Regions from separate parts of the Capra hircus genome. Here region 2 is linked to region 1. The links are chromatin contacts, called in public Hi-C maps. All regions are on one chromosome and are shown on one strand. Each heading gives the region's core, a stretch centred on a gene start, on an enhancer-like site or on the middle of the called end of the contact. The rest is flanking DNA. Distances are from core to core; before and after follow the strand shown.

Region 1 (7,084 bases), core at 1,573-4,072:
TGTGGACCCATTCCATTAAACATGGAAAACCACCCAGGCCGTGCCAGGGTAAAGGGGAGAGGGGCAGCAGGGGCCATTAGCTGGCCAGCAGAAGCATCTCCAGGCCTCATCCAACCCCTCCCCTGACTGGAGCCACTGACCCCACAGGTGTACCCTGGTCCAGGTATACCGGAACTCGGCTGGCTGCACTGCTAACCAACCATGGAATGCAGGCAGCTTCGGGCAGGTGGTGAAGGAGGCCTAGTCTCCTTCACTGTCTCTCCCTCCAGCCCTGCTCCAGGCCTTGGGAAGCGCCAGACTCCAGGTCTAAAGATGGCAGGGGCTTTGGGACCTCAGGAAGAGAGAGGTTTAAAACCCCAAACCATCTTCACCTCATCTGCAGTTACTCCCTGCTACAGACTTTACCAAGAAAAGCAATGCAACCTGTTCCCACCATTTATCTGCCAACGTATAATATATTCACGTTCAAATGAAGTTGTTGCTCCCGGACAAGCCCCAACCACAGCCCAAATCATTACCATTCGGCGTCTCCATCATCCAGCAACCCCCACTGTCTCACATCCTCATGACCTGCAGAGCCGACTGAACCTTCTCTTTCGTTTTATTGGGTACACCAGGTGTGGGAGTTACAAGTGAACTCTATCCCGTGTGTCAGATGCAATGTACTTGTGGGCCTTCTGTCACAGGAGCTCTGAAATGAACGGACCTCGCTTACATATACAAACACAAGCAAACCAGAATACAATCAGGTGGTATCCCAACGTGGGTAACGTAAACAGTTAAATTACGAAGTCATTATTTTAAGCTCAAAATACTTCAATGAAAACGGCATACAAAAACCATATAAATTACATTTAAGGTCTGTACAGGATTCTAAAAAAAAAATAATAACAATAATGTGCTCTGTACAATGTTGCCTCCTTTGTAACATTCCAAGGCCCCAAAACATTTTCCCTTGAATTCCAGAAAACTGGGCAAAATACACATGCAGGATAATTAAAAAATTATTTCACAAGAATACAAAATCATGTGGGTTTCTTTTAAGGCACATAACGTTTCAATACAGAACTCCCATTCCAGGAGCCCCTTCCTCATCAGACCCTGACAGGTGGCCACTTCTTGTTCCCATTCATCTTTGGTGGGTGAGGGGAGACTGTTACTGGCAGGTGAGGGGCAGCAGAGAGAAAAGCAGCCTCCTCCATCCTCAGCCTGCAGCCCAGCCACTGGGCATCACAAATCCCAAGGTCCCAACTTGTCGCAGGCCGCTTTTTCCCAATGTTTGGACATACTCAATCCAAATACGGAGAGAAGATGTTACCTAATTTCCTTCAAAGCACAAGCACTGCTCACTGATGTCGACCTCCAGGGAAATGTAGGTGGCACGGGGAGTCACCACGTGTCCTGCTGGGTTACTACCCTCACCTGGTCAGAAGCCATTGGCCAAAAGACCCTCCAACCAAACAGGTGGGCACAGCATGGCTCTGTGCACAAGAGGACTGCAGAGGAGGACTTGGCACAGGGAGGCTGCCCTCCACCCAAGGCTCGTGTCCGTCCACTCAGTGCCCGATGGCCCCATGGCCCTCAGGCTTCCAGCTGGACCTCAGCCTCGCCCATCTGCAGAGTGTCGTTGTCTCCCAGCAGCTCGGTCTCAGGGACCGAGCCATCCTCCTCCTCCTCCGCTTCCTGCACCGGGCTCTGGGCCACGTCTTCCGGGACATTCTGCGCATCCTCAGTGCCCTCTGAGAGCAGGGCTGCCCTGTCCGCCACCGACGTATTGGAAGGTGCGGTGGTGACATACCCCGTGCTGGTGGAGCCGCTGCCGCTGTGATGGGAGCCGGGCTTGGGGACCATCTGGGCGGGCACCTGCTGCGGGGCCATCTGCATTGGGATCTGGACCGGGTAAAAGTTGGGCAGGTAGGCCCCATAGGCCGGCACCGGCTGGTACCCATTGACCGGGATGTAGAGCTGGGGAGGGGGCACCATGGGTCTGATCTGGCCCTTCATGGGGATGAACTGGGGCTGCGGGAAGGGCTGGGCCTTCTGCTTGGGTCCCCCGTAGCGGGCGTTGCTGACGTTGCTGACCGGGCTGGTGCTCAGCGAGCTGGTTTGTGTGGCGTTGCTGGCGCCCGAGGTCTGGGCCGAACTGTTGTAGGTGGACAGGTTGCCCCAGGCACGCAGGCGGCTGTGGATGTCCTTGAAGCGGGGCCGGCGGCTAGGGAACTCGTGCCAGCACTCGATCATCAGCGCATACACCCAGGCGGGGCAGTCGTCCGGGCAGGGCAGCACCTGCCGGCTCCGGACCATCTCCACCACGTCCTGGTTGGAGTGGCCACAGTACGGCTGCAGGCCTAGCTGAACACCTCCCACAGGACCACACCGTAGGACCAGATGTCCGAGTCCACTGAAAACTTGCCGTACATGATGGCCTCGGGGGACATCCAGCGGATGGGGAGCAGCGCGCTGCCCGTCAGCTTGTAGTAGTCTGCCGAGTACACTTCGCGGAAGAGCCCCAAGTCCGAGATCTTCACGGTCAGCTTGTCATACACCAGGACATTGCGGGTGGCCAGGTCTTTGTGGACCACGTGGTGGCTGGACAGGTACTCCATGCCCGCGGCGATCTGCGCCACCACATGCACGAAGTCTGGGGGCTCCAGGGCGGACTTCACCGTGCGGTCGTCGTCCGTGCTGCCCACGTCCGAATGCGGCGAGCGCATGACCAGGAACTCGTGCAGGTCACCGTGTGGGCAATAGCTGAAGATCATGCTCAGGGGTTGGTCCTTGGTCACCACGCCCAGCAGGCAGACGATGTTGGGGTGCTGCAGCCGCGCCCGCAGCAGGGCCTCGTGCCGGAACTCCTCCCGGAGCGGACCCTCCGCTTTGTCCTTCAGCGTCTTGATGGCCACGGCCTGGGTCTGCTCACCCGGCGCCGGGCCAAACAGATGGCCTTTGTAGACCTTCCCGAACCGGCCCTCCCCAAGCTCCTCCATGAACCTCACGGTGGACAAGCTGATCTCCTTGAGTTTGGCCTGCCAAGAAGAAAAGCCCCAGTGAAACATTTCTGCCAAGACACCAGAAGGCAGAGCCAGACAGCTGGAGAAGGGGTCGGGTGGGGGCTCCTAGAGCCACTCCCTAGCCCCACCAGGCTCAGTTTTAGTCTGCATCACACACTGCTCTCTGCTCTTAAATGTGCTTCAATGCCACGGGACTGCCTGAAACCTTCAAATGGTCCCAACCAGGCTGCAAACAATGCCGCCACCCCAAGAAAGCATTGCAAAGTGTGTGGGTGAGGGTGGGTGTGTGCACACTGAGCTCCAGCTGTCCCAGGACACCACCCTCCCAGCCGTGTCCCCCACTGAGGGCCTCTGCTGCTGCTCCCTGCTATGTGCCCACCAATAGGCCCAGCTGCCTCTGCTGGTCAGCAAGGCCCTGATGTCTATTTCTCTTGAACCCTGAGGTGTGCTTCCCACGATCTGAGTCATTTTTAGAGTCCAGGCCAGCTGCTTTCCAGATGAACCTCAAAGGGCCTGTCTTGCTGCTTCCTCTTGACCAGACTCTTCATTAGATACCACGTGACAGACGCACCACACTGGTGAAATTGATTCGAGTCTTGCATCTCTCAGCCTCTACAACTTCCTGCCCCTTCTGTGTGCCCAGCCCTGTCCTCAGAGGCTGTCTGATCCCAGGGGAATCTGTGTCCTCACCTGCTAAACCCCCTTCCACCCTGCCACCCCTTGCAAATTCAGTGATGCCTGGCTACAGAACTGAATAAGTCCAGCCTCCTCCACTTCAAAGCCCAGATTGAAATGATTTTCCCCCCAAACTTGCAAGTAATGTAAATGCCCCTTCACTGAGGCTGGGTGAGCTTGGGGAGAACTTCTCCTGTGCTACACATTTCAGTTCGTTCTCACCATCCTAGGAACTCAGGTTAGGGGTGACCTGCCCCTACTACCACCTCTATAAGACTGTTGCTCTGTCCTTCCCTGAAAAACAAAACAAAGTCAGCCCAACCCCAAACTGACCAGAAAACAGGCCTTCATTCCTTAAAAATGCCATATTCGACCCTCGAGTTGTGGGGGCAATCTGAGCCCCTCTTTTGTGTGTCCTCCTGAGGGGACAGCTGAAGCACTGCTGAATGAGGAAAGCTCATTCCCAGCCCGTGATAATAGAGCAGGTCTCTGTCGAGTCAAAACTGTGAATTCCAAACTCACCTGCCATATATCCCCTAAGGAAGCAAATGTCCTAGTATATTTTAGAGAAGAAAGGGCAAAAAGAAGGCCCGTTTAAAATAATCATGTGTTGTGAATCAAGCAAATTAAGAAAGTGAGTACTGAGGGTAACCAATCTCCAGGTAGAGGTTACGCCTGGGGGAGCAGCCTCTTTAAATAAATACTGGCACAGAGACCTGCTTGTGCTGGTTGATAAGAGGCATTTCCACATCCTGGCTGGGCGAGGCCATCAGCTGCCGCCGCTGTGGTGTAGAGGCAGAAGCCTTCTGTTTATTCCGGCACATGCAGACCAAGAAGAAAAGGCACGCGATGACAAGGGGAATGGCGATGCTTGGAACCAAGATGTACAGAATTCCCATCCTGCTGCTGTCCTGGGGACCTGTGAACAGCAAGGCATCCATGGTTTTTCTGAAAATACCCTCCTTTTCAACTCGGCATTCTCCACCAGCCCACTCCCACCTCCAATTAAAATATTTAAGCACGAGTAGATAGTTATGTAAGCTGCATGAAGGGACAAAATTACAACCCAAACCTCGAAAAACATTGCTGCTGCTGCTGCTGCCAAGTCGCTTCAGTTGTGTCTGACTCTGTGCGACCCCAGAGACGGCAGCCCACTGGGCTCCCCCATCCCTGGGATTCTCCAGGCAAAAACACTGGAGTGGGTTGCCATTTCCTTCTCCAAAGCATGAAAGTGAACAGTGAAAGTGAAGTTGCTCAGTCGTGTCCGACTCTTAGCGACCCCATGGACTGCAGCCCACCAGGCTCCTCCATCCACTGGATTTTCCAGGCAAGACGTTATGTACCCCAAAATGCACACCATGTGAGGCATGACCTAGAACTCCCTGCCAGGAGAGCAATTCAGAATACAGAGCACAGACAACAGACCCTAAAGGTCTTACAGTAGCGATCACCACCAACATGCTGCTTCCTAACCTGGATCCTGCTGGGCATAGTGCTCTGACCTTTTCATGTTGACTAAACTCGATGAGTTGACTAAACTCGATGAAACACAAGTTTCATGCCGATCCTCAGTGAAAGGAGCTGGATATTGGGATTAGAAATGATCCTTGACTTCATCCAACATTTTAGGGTTTTTCTCATGTTTGTACAATGAATGTATATTCTTAAAAGGCAATCATTAAAAAAGCACACGATTTAAAAGAGCTCTGGCAGCCAACAGGTCTAACCCAACAATATGCAGCAGAGGCGCACAAATTCTTCAAAAACAACAGTTAAGATGTACAAACACTGAGGCTTCAGGATGTTTTTCTTTCTTTCTTTCTTTTTCTCTCTCTCTTTTTTTTTCCTCTCTGTTTTCCTCTACGGTGAGGAGGAACACACTGTCTACCCCTACAGGATTCACAGAAAAGCACAGAGGGCGTTGGGCCGCGAGGTTGAAGCGCCTCGGTGCTGCCCTCCCAGGGAGAGTTACGGCTTCTGCTCTGTGATGTGGAAAGCATGTTTTCCAAAGCCCCGCCCCCGACTGCCCCCAGCAGTTTCCCTCTTAACCTTGTGAATAATTACACGGGAACTTGGGCTTCCCTATAACCAGTGGTAATGAGCTTTCCATCAGAAAGCAAACAAGTGATTTCTGGTCCATGTGGTCCCTTAAAGAGCTAATTCAGTTCTAAAAATTACCACTATCACCCGCATTGTCCCAAACCCAGTCTTGTTCCCTAGTCTCCAAAAGAAGATAAAAATCAAATACAACCACACACAAAACCCTCCTGGTCCCACTCTGGAGGCAGATGTTCTCAAAGCCTCAGGGGCAGTGGAGATTCTGGGTCATTTTTCCTGATTAAGGGCTAGGAGGGAAATTTCCTGATCCTCGAGCCAAGATGAGATGTGGGCACTATCCATAGTTTCGTATATCCATTTATTTTATCATTATCTTTTAAAAATCACTGACAGAATAATGCTTATTAATAATTATAATATTAGAGAAAATTGAATATTCTTCATATGTAATTTGGAAATGGCAATCCACTCTAATATTCTTGACTAGAAAATTCCATGGGCAGAGGAGCCTGGCACTATAGTCCATTGGGTCACGTCAGACACAACTGAGTATGCACACTTTTCACTTTATACCATTGTTATCAGGTTGGTAGTCACTTATTTTTTTGATGTATATATTTAAGTTGAACATGAAATAACCAATAGTCAACTAATTTGACATAGAAGAAAGCAGCTCATACAGTTTTTAAGAATAGAATTTAAATAGAACTCATTTAAAATCGAATCATATCATCCATATTTTCCTGCTCCTGGTTTTGTGGCAGAATAATATACTAGACTATAAGGGCTTCCCTGGGGGCTCAGTGGTAAAGAATCTGCCTGCCAATGCAGGAGATGCAAGTTCGTTCCCTGGGTTGGGAAGATCCCCTGGAGGAGGAAATGGCAGCCCATTCCAGTATTTTTGCCTGGGAAATATCATGGACAGAGGAACCTGGCGGGCTATAGTCCTGGGGTCACAAAAGAGTTGGACACAAATTAGCAACTAAAGAACAACAACACAATATACCAGACTATGTTTGTTGAGAAACACACAGTGCCAGCCACTCATCAAGAACTGCACACTGTCCCACGGCACAGATGAACTTCCGTCTAATCCCTTGTTGGTAAACAACTGCCTGTTTATTTAGCTATCAGAAGTGATTCTGCAACAAATATCCTTGCATTTCTGCCCTTTTAAGTGCAAATATTTCTGCAAAGTAAAATTCCTGTGGCATTGCCAGAGGAAAGAACATATATATTTATCTCTTAATTAAATTTTAATTACAAAAATAATAACTGCTCATTGTAAAAACATCTTGCAAGTGTGCTAAGTCACTTCAGTCATGTCCAACTCTTTGAGA
Region 2 (7,817 bases), core at 2,674-5,173, 860 kb before region 1:
AGTATGATGGATACATTGCCCTGGCCAGCATCTGTTGTCTGATGATGCCACAAACACCTTGTTCCTCAGTGGGACCAAAAGTTTTTGTAACAGAAACATAATTCATTCTGTGGTTAAAGTAATAAATGCTTTTTGTTTGAACCTGTTCTTTCCCTGCAATTGCTGGTATCAGCCCTGCCTTTGCCACTGGATGGTGACTTCACATTTACCCCCAACCAATGACTGCAGAACCCCACCCGGCTTTTCACATGTGGGACAGACTGCTGGGTTGTCAGGCCTCCAGCCTCCCAAGGAGCACAATTGACCAGTTAATCTGGTGTTGTATTCTCCATTCATCTCGGAAGAGCAATCTTTTGTCACTGGACTTTTTTTCAACTGTAATTTTTAATAAAACATTTAAATGAGCTTTGTGATGAGTTGCATGGATGTAATTAAAATATGATAGGTGTGCTCGGTCACTCAGTCATGTCCGACTCTTTGTGACCCAGGGACTGTAGCCCGCCAGGCTTCTCTGTCGGTGGGATTCCCCAGGCAAGAATACTGGAGTGGATTGCCATTTCCTCCTCCAGGGCATCTTCCCAATCCAGGGGTCAAACCTGTGTCTCTTACACCTCCTTCATTGAACAGTGGGTTCTTTACCACTAGCACCACCTGGGAAGCCCAAAATAGGATAGGTATACTGTCAAATACATTGTGTCAAACAGCATGTCCAGTGTGCAGTGTGTTTAAAAACAATAAGTCCCCAGCCACGGTCTAAAATGGTGGATGTTTGCAGGCTGGTGGGAATGGATCTGGAAGTTTCTGCCATGCACAGAAGGTAAAGGCCTATTGATGAGGGCCCTGAGCCACGGAGCTCCTCTGTTCACAGGCAGGGGTTTGCCCAGCAAGAGCCTTGCAGTTCACAATGTACCCTAATGGGATGTGGGCCGACAAGACAGAAATCCCAAAAGGGGCCAGAGCAGGGCTGTGGGTTCGAACTTTCCCTTTCTCTGTACACATAGCTTAGGGAGTACTGAAGGCGACAAGGAAAGAAAGCCAGAGCCCCCATTCCCTGTTTTAAAGGAGGTTAGACACACATGCATGGACATCACATAGACACATACCTTGCACGTAACATACCTCATAAACACACATGCCATACATATATACTGAACCTTATTGCAAACGACCACTTCATTGGAATTCAGCACAAGTGTAAGGCAGACGTCCTGCCGTGGGAGATACAGTGGTGGCCCTGTCATCTTTCTTCTACCTGCTCTATGCCAGGGTCAAGTACCAGGGTCTCTCCTGGCTGCCAGCCTCCCTCCAGCTCCACTAGAATTTCCCCGGCTCCTGGCAGGCAGAGGTTTGAAAGAGACCTGGGTTGACTGGCCTCACTCTCCCTTGGTGGGCCCTGAGATCAGGACGGCCCCAGGACAGGAACAACACAGACCGCCAAACAGCCTCTTGGCGGGTTGCCCCCGAAGCAGAGCATAACAGGTGGTCTCCAGCACTAACCTTGGGGGAGTCATACAAACTCAGCCTCCTGATGTGCAAAAGTGCAGCTGAGGGTTACCCACTGACTGCCCTGGCACACGTAAATGCCAGGCGCAGAGGCGGGATTGGGGGGGGGGGGGGGGAGGCGGGGCTACATATTCTAAAAATGCCCCGGTCACCACAGCACCTGACCTGTGGGAATTCTGCAGGCCAGCAGGTGGCGCTGAGTGATGGCACAGGAAATGACTTCTTCAACCTCAGGGAGGGAGCAGAAAACTAGCAATCCCATTTGTGATCACTGTGAGGGAGCAGAACCCGAGCAATCACATGTTTGTGACCACTGGAAACGGTGACGTGAAGTGGCTTTACCACCAAACTGAGCTTGGGCTGAGAGAGATTTTAAGACCCGTGGCTTGACTTTCCAAAGGCAGGAAGGGACTTCAAAACCAGTTAATAAACACTTTCTCACTTCAAAAAAAGCACCTGCTAGACTTTGTCTGTCCCGAGCTGCATTTAGGATGAGAGTTGCTGGGGCCCAAGGGAAAGGGGTTAGCAGAGAACAGCCACCTTCCTGTAAGCTGGGGCAACTTCTTGTCCACTCAGTAGTTCCATTGAAATTGTCTACTTGAGAAAGAGAAGGCATTTTCCCCGTTGCACCCACACAGGCCAAACTGAGGAGCCTGAGAAGTAACCCCCTTTATGGAAAGTCCTGTGATTACTATAAAGAAACATACCCAGTGACCACCTAATACAAGGAAATGACAACTCCTCATGTGATCCTGAACTGCCCACCAATTTGTAGACACCTAAGCTCAGATGGTAAAGGATCTGTCTGCAATGCAGGAGACGGGGGTTCGATCCCTGTGTTGGAAAGATCCCCTGGAGAAGGAAATGGCAGCCCACTCCAGTATTCTTGCCTGGAAAATCCCATGGACGGCAGAGCCTGGTAAGCTACTGTCCAAGGGATTGCAAAGAGTCGGACACGACTGAGCAACTTCATTTCATTCAAGACCAGGAGTGGCAGTGGCTCCCAGCTTCTGAAACATACAGCTGATTTTCAGAAAAATAAAAATAACTGAAAGCGCCAGAATGAGATCTTAATTCAGGACAAACGATGCCGGCATTTCCCACTTTAGGCAGTAATTGCTTCCTTCTGGACATTGGCTTGTGGCCTCAGGATGGACTTCATCCCCACCCTCAGGGAAAGCCAGTCCTCTTGAATCGTGACCTTTCTCAGGCATTGGAAGCCCAGCAAAGGCAAAGTGCACTCAGGCACCCAAGCCCTACCCCTTCTCCTTCTCCCTGCCATCACCCAAAGAGAAGCCCGATAAACAGCTCACAAGTGTCTTCCCTCCAAATGTGAGTCTGGAGACAGAGCCGTGCTGTGCACCCAGCAGTTCCCTGGCGAAATAGCATGGCTGAGAGCATTTCCACATAAGAATCCCAGTGTCCCCTTAGCCCAAGGTTCAAGGAATAGTGCAGCAAAGACCTTTTCACACATTTTTTCTAGCTCATCATTTTCCTGACTTCTTTGACCATAGAGCCACCATTGTGCTCAAGACTACTAGCAAGATGGAGCTGGTGCTCCTCACAGTCTGGGAAACATCACAGTTAACACGCAGGAGGGCGGGGTCTCAACAGCAGATGCAGTGTGTTTGTGGGAAGGTGATTCTGTCCCTGAAATCAGCCAAGGGAGCTGTTGTCTAATTGTTAAGTCGTGTCCTACTCTTGTGTGACCCTATGAACTGTAGCCCCCTCGACGCCTCTGTCCATGGGTTTCTCCAAGGCAAGAATACTGGAGTGGGTTGCCATGACTTTCTCCAGGGGATCTTCCTGACCCAAGGAATGAACCCATGCCTACTGCATTGGCAGGCGGATTCTTTACCACTGACCACCAGGGAAGCTCAAGGAAGCAGTTATCATGTATTTATTGCTGAAAAACTAGCCCCGTCCTGTCCTCAAATGTGGGTTATTTACACACCATATTCTCTCTCTCTCTCATTCACACACACACAATGCCAGGACATATATAATCACTCTTTCCTTCGAAGAAAAAGAAATCAAACGATGGCATTTTCATACAGAAGGAGGGCACCGGGCATATAACTTGATGTTTCGTCACATAGGACTCTTTTTAAGACCACTTATTATTTTTTAGTTTTACAACATTAACCTACATTAAGAAAGAACGTGGACTTTCCTAGCACTCCAGGGATTAAGACTCCTCACTTGCACTGCAGGAGAAACAGGTTCAACCCCTGGTCAGGGAACTAAGATTCCACGTGCCACACAGTGTGGCTACAAAATGAAAGAAAGAAAGAGCATATTCCCAGAGCCACTACCACCAAGTCCAGCAAGCATTCACCTGGGTAGCCAGCACATCCTGAGCTGTGATTCGGCCCGTCTGAGCCTGTTTGAACTGGTGATCTCACCAGCCTGGCACTGCCAGTCACCACCCTCCTATGGGATATTCGCTGACTAAGCGATGCTCTCAGCCCACATGCCACTCAACTGAGGCCATTTCCAGGAGCTATTTTTTTAGCTAGGCGTTATTTCACCAAAGCCATGAGTCATGAGACTTGATGCCTTTGCAATCTCTGAGGTCTTTGAATGACTCAGTTTTCCATGACTACCATTCAGCTGTGGAACAGTGAGTGGAAAATGAACATTGTTCACAAACAACTCTTCCTCATTCATAAAAGTAAAGAGCCAGTGTCTAGTTGCTGTTTATTCTCCATGGCACATATGAAGTAATGACATCATGAATTTTCTATAAACCACCAAGGCTGTCAAAGCTGTTTGGAAGACGACGCTGTAAATACTCATGGCCTGTGAACAGCTGCTCGAGTCCCTTCTTCCCTGACATGGGCGCAGGGTAGAGGCGTCAGCCTCGTAGGCAGCGAGCAGGTAAGGAAAGGAAGGAAAGATCGTTGATCAAGAAAACCATTTTGGTAAGGGGACTTGGGCCAGAAAGAAAATGATTTTCACCAGAGTAGGCGAGTTACATGCATTCTCTGCGCAGGAAGTGGGTTTTTGATTCCGTGATGTACCCGGTGATGCTTAGAGAACATCAGGAGTGGCATCTCCTCTCATCCTGAAGGCACCCTGGAGAGCACAATCTCTGGGCACTGGATGCGTTCCCAGGGAGGCCTGGGAGCTTTCTGCCTGCCCAGGTGCCCAAGTGAGCAACCTTACATAGCAGTGTGCTGCCCCCCAAGCACCCGCCAGAACTGAGGCACATGAGCTGCCCAATAAGCCCCCAGCCCACCACCTCCCCCCTCCTCTTCTTGCTTCTGTCAACATTCAACCCTGAAGAAAAAAAAAACAGGATGCTTGATGAAGCCAAACCCACTTATCTCTACCTTTTACCTCAAGCGAGTATGTACACGGTAGGAAAACCAGACAGAAAGAAGGTGACCTAAATACAGAATCTGCATCAGGACATCAGAACCTGAGCAGACTCCACTCGGCTCAGAGATGAAGCCAAGCTTCCGAGACAGACAGAACTGAGTGGAGGTGATCACTCCAAAGAAAAGGGCTGCCCAGCTAAAGCACAGCACAGCGCAGACAGCCATGGCAAATGATTTCCTCTGCAATCAGAACATTCAGACATTTGTTCAGTCTGGAACGTTCCTTCTCTTCAAGTCAGTATGATGTCCATTCCTGAATGTCCTGCAATGAGATTTTTCTGTATCTTTCCTGTGCCTCATTCTTAGGCACTGGGAGGGAGTGGGGGCAGGAGGAGAAGGGGACGACCGAGGATGAGATGGCTGGATGGCATCACTGACTCGATGGATGTGAGTCTGCGTGAACTCCGGGAGTTGGTGATGGACAGGGAAGCCTGGCGTGCTGCGATTCAGGGGGTTGCAAAGAGTCAGACACGACTGAGCGACTGCAGTGAACTGAAGTCATCATGTCCCCCATCTGCGTTCTCATTTAAGGTGAGGGTTTGCCTTAAAGTGCCAGTGAGTTCCTTCTACTCCAAAACTCCGCTTCTGGATGTCATAATCTGAAAACACAGGGTCGAAAATTGGCTCATGGGGCCTGTATTCTGTTGTAATGTTCCCCAGGGATTCTCTGTGTGTGTGTGAAGCTGTGTCAAACAGGTGTTCATATTTTTTCTTCTTTTTCAGATCTGTTTGTACTTAAAAAAAAAAAAAAACTTTTCACTTTTTATTGGAACATAGCTGAATAACAATGTTGTGATTGTTTCGGTGGACAGCAAAGGGACTCAGCTATACACATATATGTATTCATTCTCTCCCAAACACTCCTCTCATCCAGGCTGCTATATAACATTGAGCAGAGTTCCCTGTGGTATATAGTAGGTCCTTGCTGGTTATCCATTTTAAGATAGCAGTGTATATGCATGGATCCCAGACTCCCTAACTATCCCTTCCCCACATCCTTCCCCCTGGCAATTGTAAGTTTGTCCTCTAAATCTATGAGTCTGTTTTTGCTTTGTAAATAAATTTGTTTGTATCATTTCTTTTTAGATTCCACATATAAGGGATGACATATGCTATTTCTCCTTCTCTGACTTTCTTCACTCAGTTTGACAATCTCTAGGTCCATCGATGTTGCTGAAAATGGCATTATTTCATTCTTTTTAGTGGCTGAGTAATATTTCATTGAATGTATGTACCACATCTACTTTATCCATTCCTCTGTTGATGAGCATTTAGGTTGCTTCCATGTTTGGGCTATTATAAATCGTGCTGAAATGAATGCTGAGATGTATGTATCCTTTCGGATCGTGTTTTTCTCTGGATATGTGTCCAGGAGTGGGATTGCAGGGTCATATGCAGACTTTCTTGTCCTTTTAATACTCTTCTCAACATAAAAATAACTGTTTATTGTTAACAACCTGATCACTGCTTTCCCCACTTCAGTTCTCAGTGTGCAGAACTGGTTTCCCCCACTTGGCAGCATGGACCAAGGGCACTATTACTGATATCTTTCTAAGAGCCTAATGTCTCAGTGCACAAGAAAGGCTGCTTTGTCTGCACTGCAGAGACTCGCCTGCTGCTCTGCAGTGAGAGGGTGGTGTGCTGGGGAGCCCCATGTCAGGAGAGAGGCAGGTCTACTGAGAGCAGGTGGCATCCTTTCCACACCTGCAGGTGCATCCTCAGTGGAACTTAGGCTTTTGCTGTGACTCCTTGTCTCCCTGCCCCTGAGGAACCAGCCCACTGGCAGAGTGGGCATGCATGGCACTTGGAAGCTAGCCATGGCCCAGGTTGTCTCAAAGACAACTCCCTGCATGGCTAACAGGGGCAAGGACCCTTCCTCGGCCTCGGTTGAAGCACCAAGCCACTGTTGATTCTTAGAGACTTCACCAGGAGAGAAAACAAAGACCACTCATCCATGTCACTTGAAAGTGACATGCAGCTTTTGGATTGTGCCCGGTGAACACACGTGGGTCAGAGGAAGGAACTCCCACGTGATGCCTTCTGGCAACCCTTGGCCTCCACCTCTGACTACTGGGACAACCAGCATGCACAGGGCTTTAAAACTGATTTTTAAAAAATCAAGCAAAGCATGAATGCCCAGAACATTGCTCACACACACATGGTTCAGCTTGCTTTGGTAGACTAGGTGTGTGTGGTGTCACTTTTGAGCACTCTGTAATAGAAGTTGCATCTGCATAATGTAGCTTGCAAAGCCTTTTCAGGTACATTTTCTATCTTTAGTCTAAAAAACAATCAACTTTTGAGATGATTATGGTCACTGATTCTTCATTTTACAAATGGAAATTTCCTGACTCAGAGAAGAGCTGCCCAAAAGAAGCCAACCCAGATGTCTTCATCTAATACCACTGGTTCCGAGGCCTGACTGCACAGTAGAGTCAGCTGGAACCTTAAAAATGCTGGTGTCCAGGCTGCATTCTCTATAGTGTTCCCACAGCAATACTCCATTCTTCTGGAGTGGAGCCTCGGGGGCCAAGGCATTGATAATACTTAACAGTGCAACCCATCCCCCTTGTGTGGCCCATCACTGGTGCTCCTCTGTATCAGAGCTCTAACTTGGGTAACTTGGAACCATTTGGCATCCTGGGGCAGGAAGTTCAAGTCAGAGCCCCACCTGAGTTCCAGGAGGTTGGGTTTCTTCAATGAAAGCCAAGTGGCATTGACCGATGTTCTCTGTGATGGGTCATTGAACACCCACCAGGACAGTTCTCTAAGGGGTCCCAGCAATTGCAAAGCATCTCAGTGAAAGGTGAAGGTCTTGAATTCTCTTGGCTGATAAAAATCTGACTTGGTGGTTTTGACTGTTAAACCTCATCACATCCCTGTGATTTGGGTTCCAACTTTTCACGAAAGAACTGAGAAATCTGTGGCATG

The links. A called contact is a pair of places that touch in the nucleus more often than the background predicts.
Region 2: a Hi-C map of blood shows a contact between it and region 1, with 3 times the contacts expected there. The contact joins two enhancer-like sites. A contact is called at or near these places in 2 of 5 Hi-C or Micro-C datasets (both in blood).

What each region holds. Positions count from the first base shown.
Region 1 is chr8:85,890,014-85,897,097 of ARS1.2, reverse strand. ROR2 (tyrosine-protein kinase transmembrane receptor ROR2) reads right to left here. Exons shown (of 10, transcript XM_018052509.1): 8 at 4,403-4,605; 9 at 2,354-3,026; 10 at 584-2,351. The coding sequence ends at 1,582. Among named protein-coding and RNA genes, the nearest start is that of ROR2, 240 kb to the right of the region's middle. Within about 2 kb of position 2,822, at least 1 of the 5 cell types and tissues checked has an H3K27ac peak or open chromatin away from gene starts, as enhancers often do.
Region 2 is chr8:86,749,102-86,756,918 of ARS1.2, reverse strand. SYK (tyrosine-protein kinase SYK) reads left to right here. Exons shown (of 15, transcript XM_013966200.2): 15 at 1-141. Among named protein-coding and RNA genes, the nearest start is that of SYK, 110 kb to the left of the region's middle. Within about 2 kb of position 3,923, at least 3 of the 5 cell types and tissues checked have an H3K27ac peak or open chromatin away from gene starts, as enhancers often do.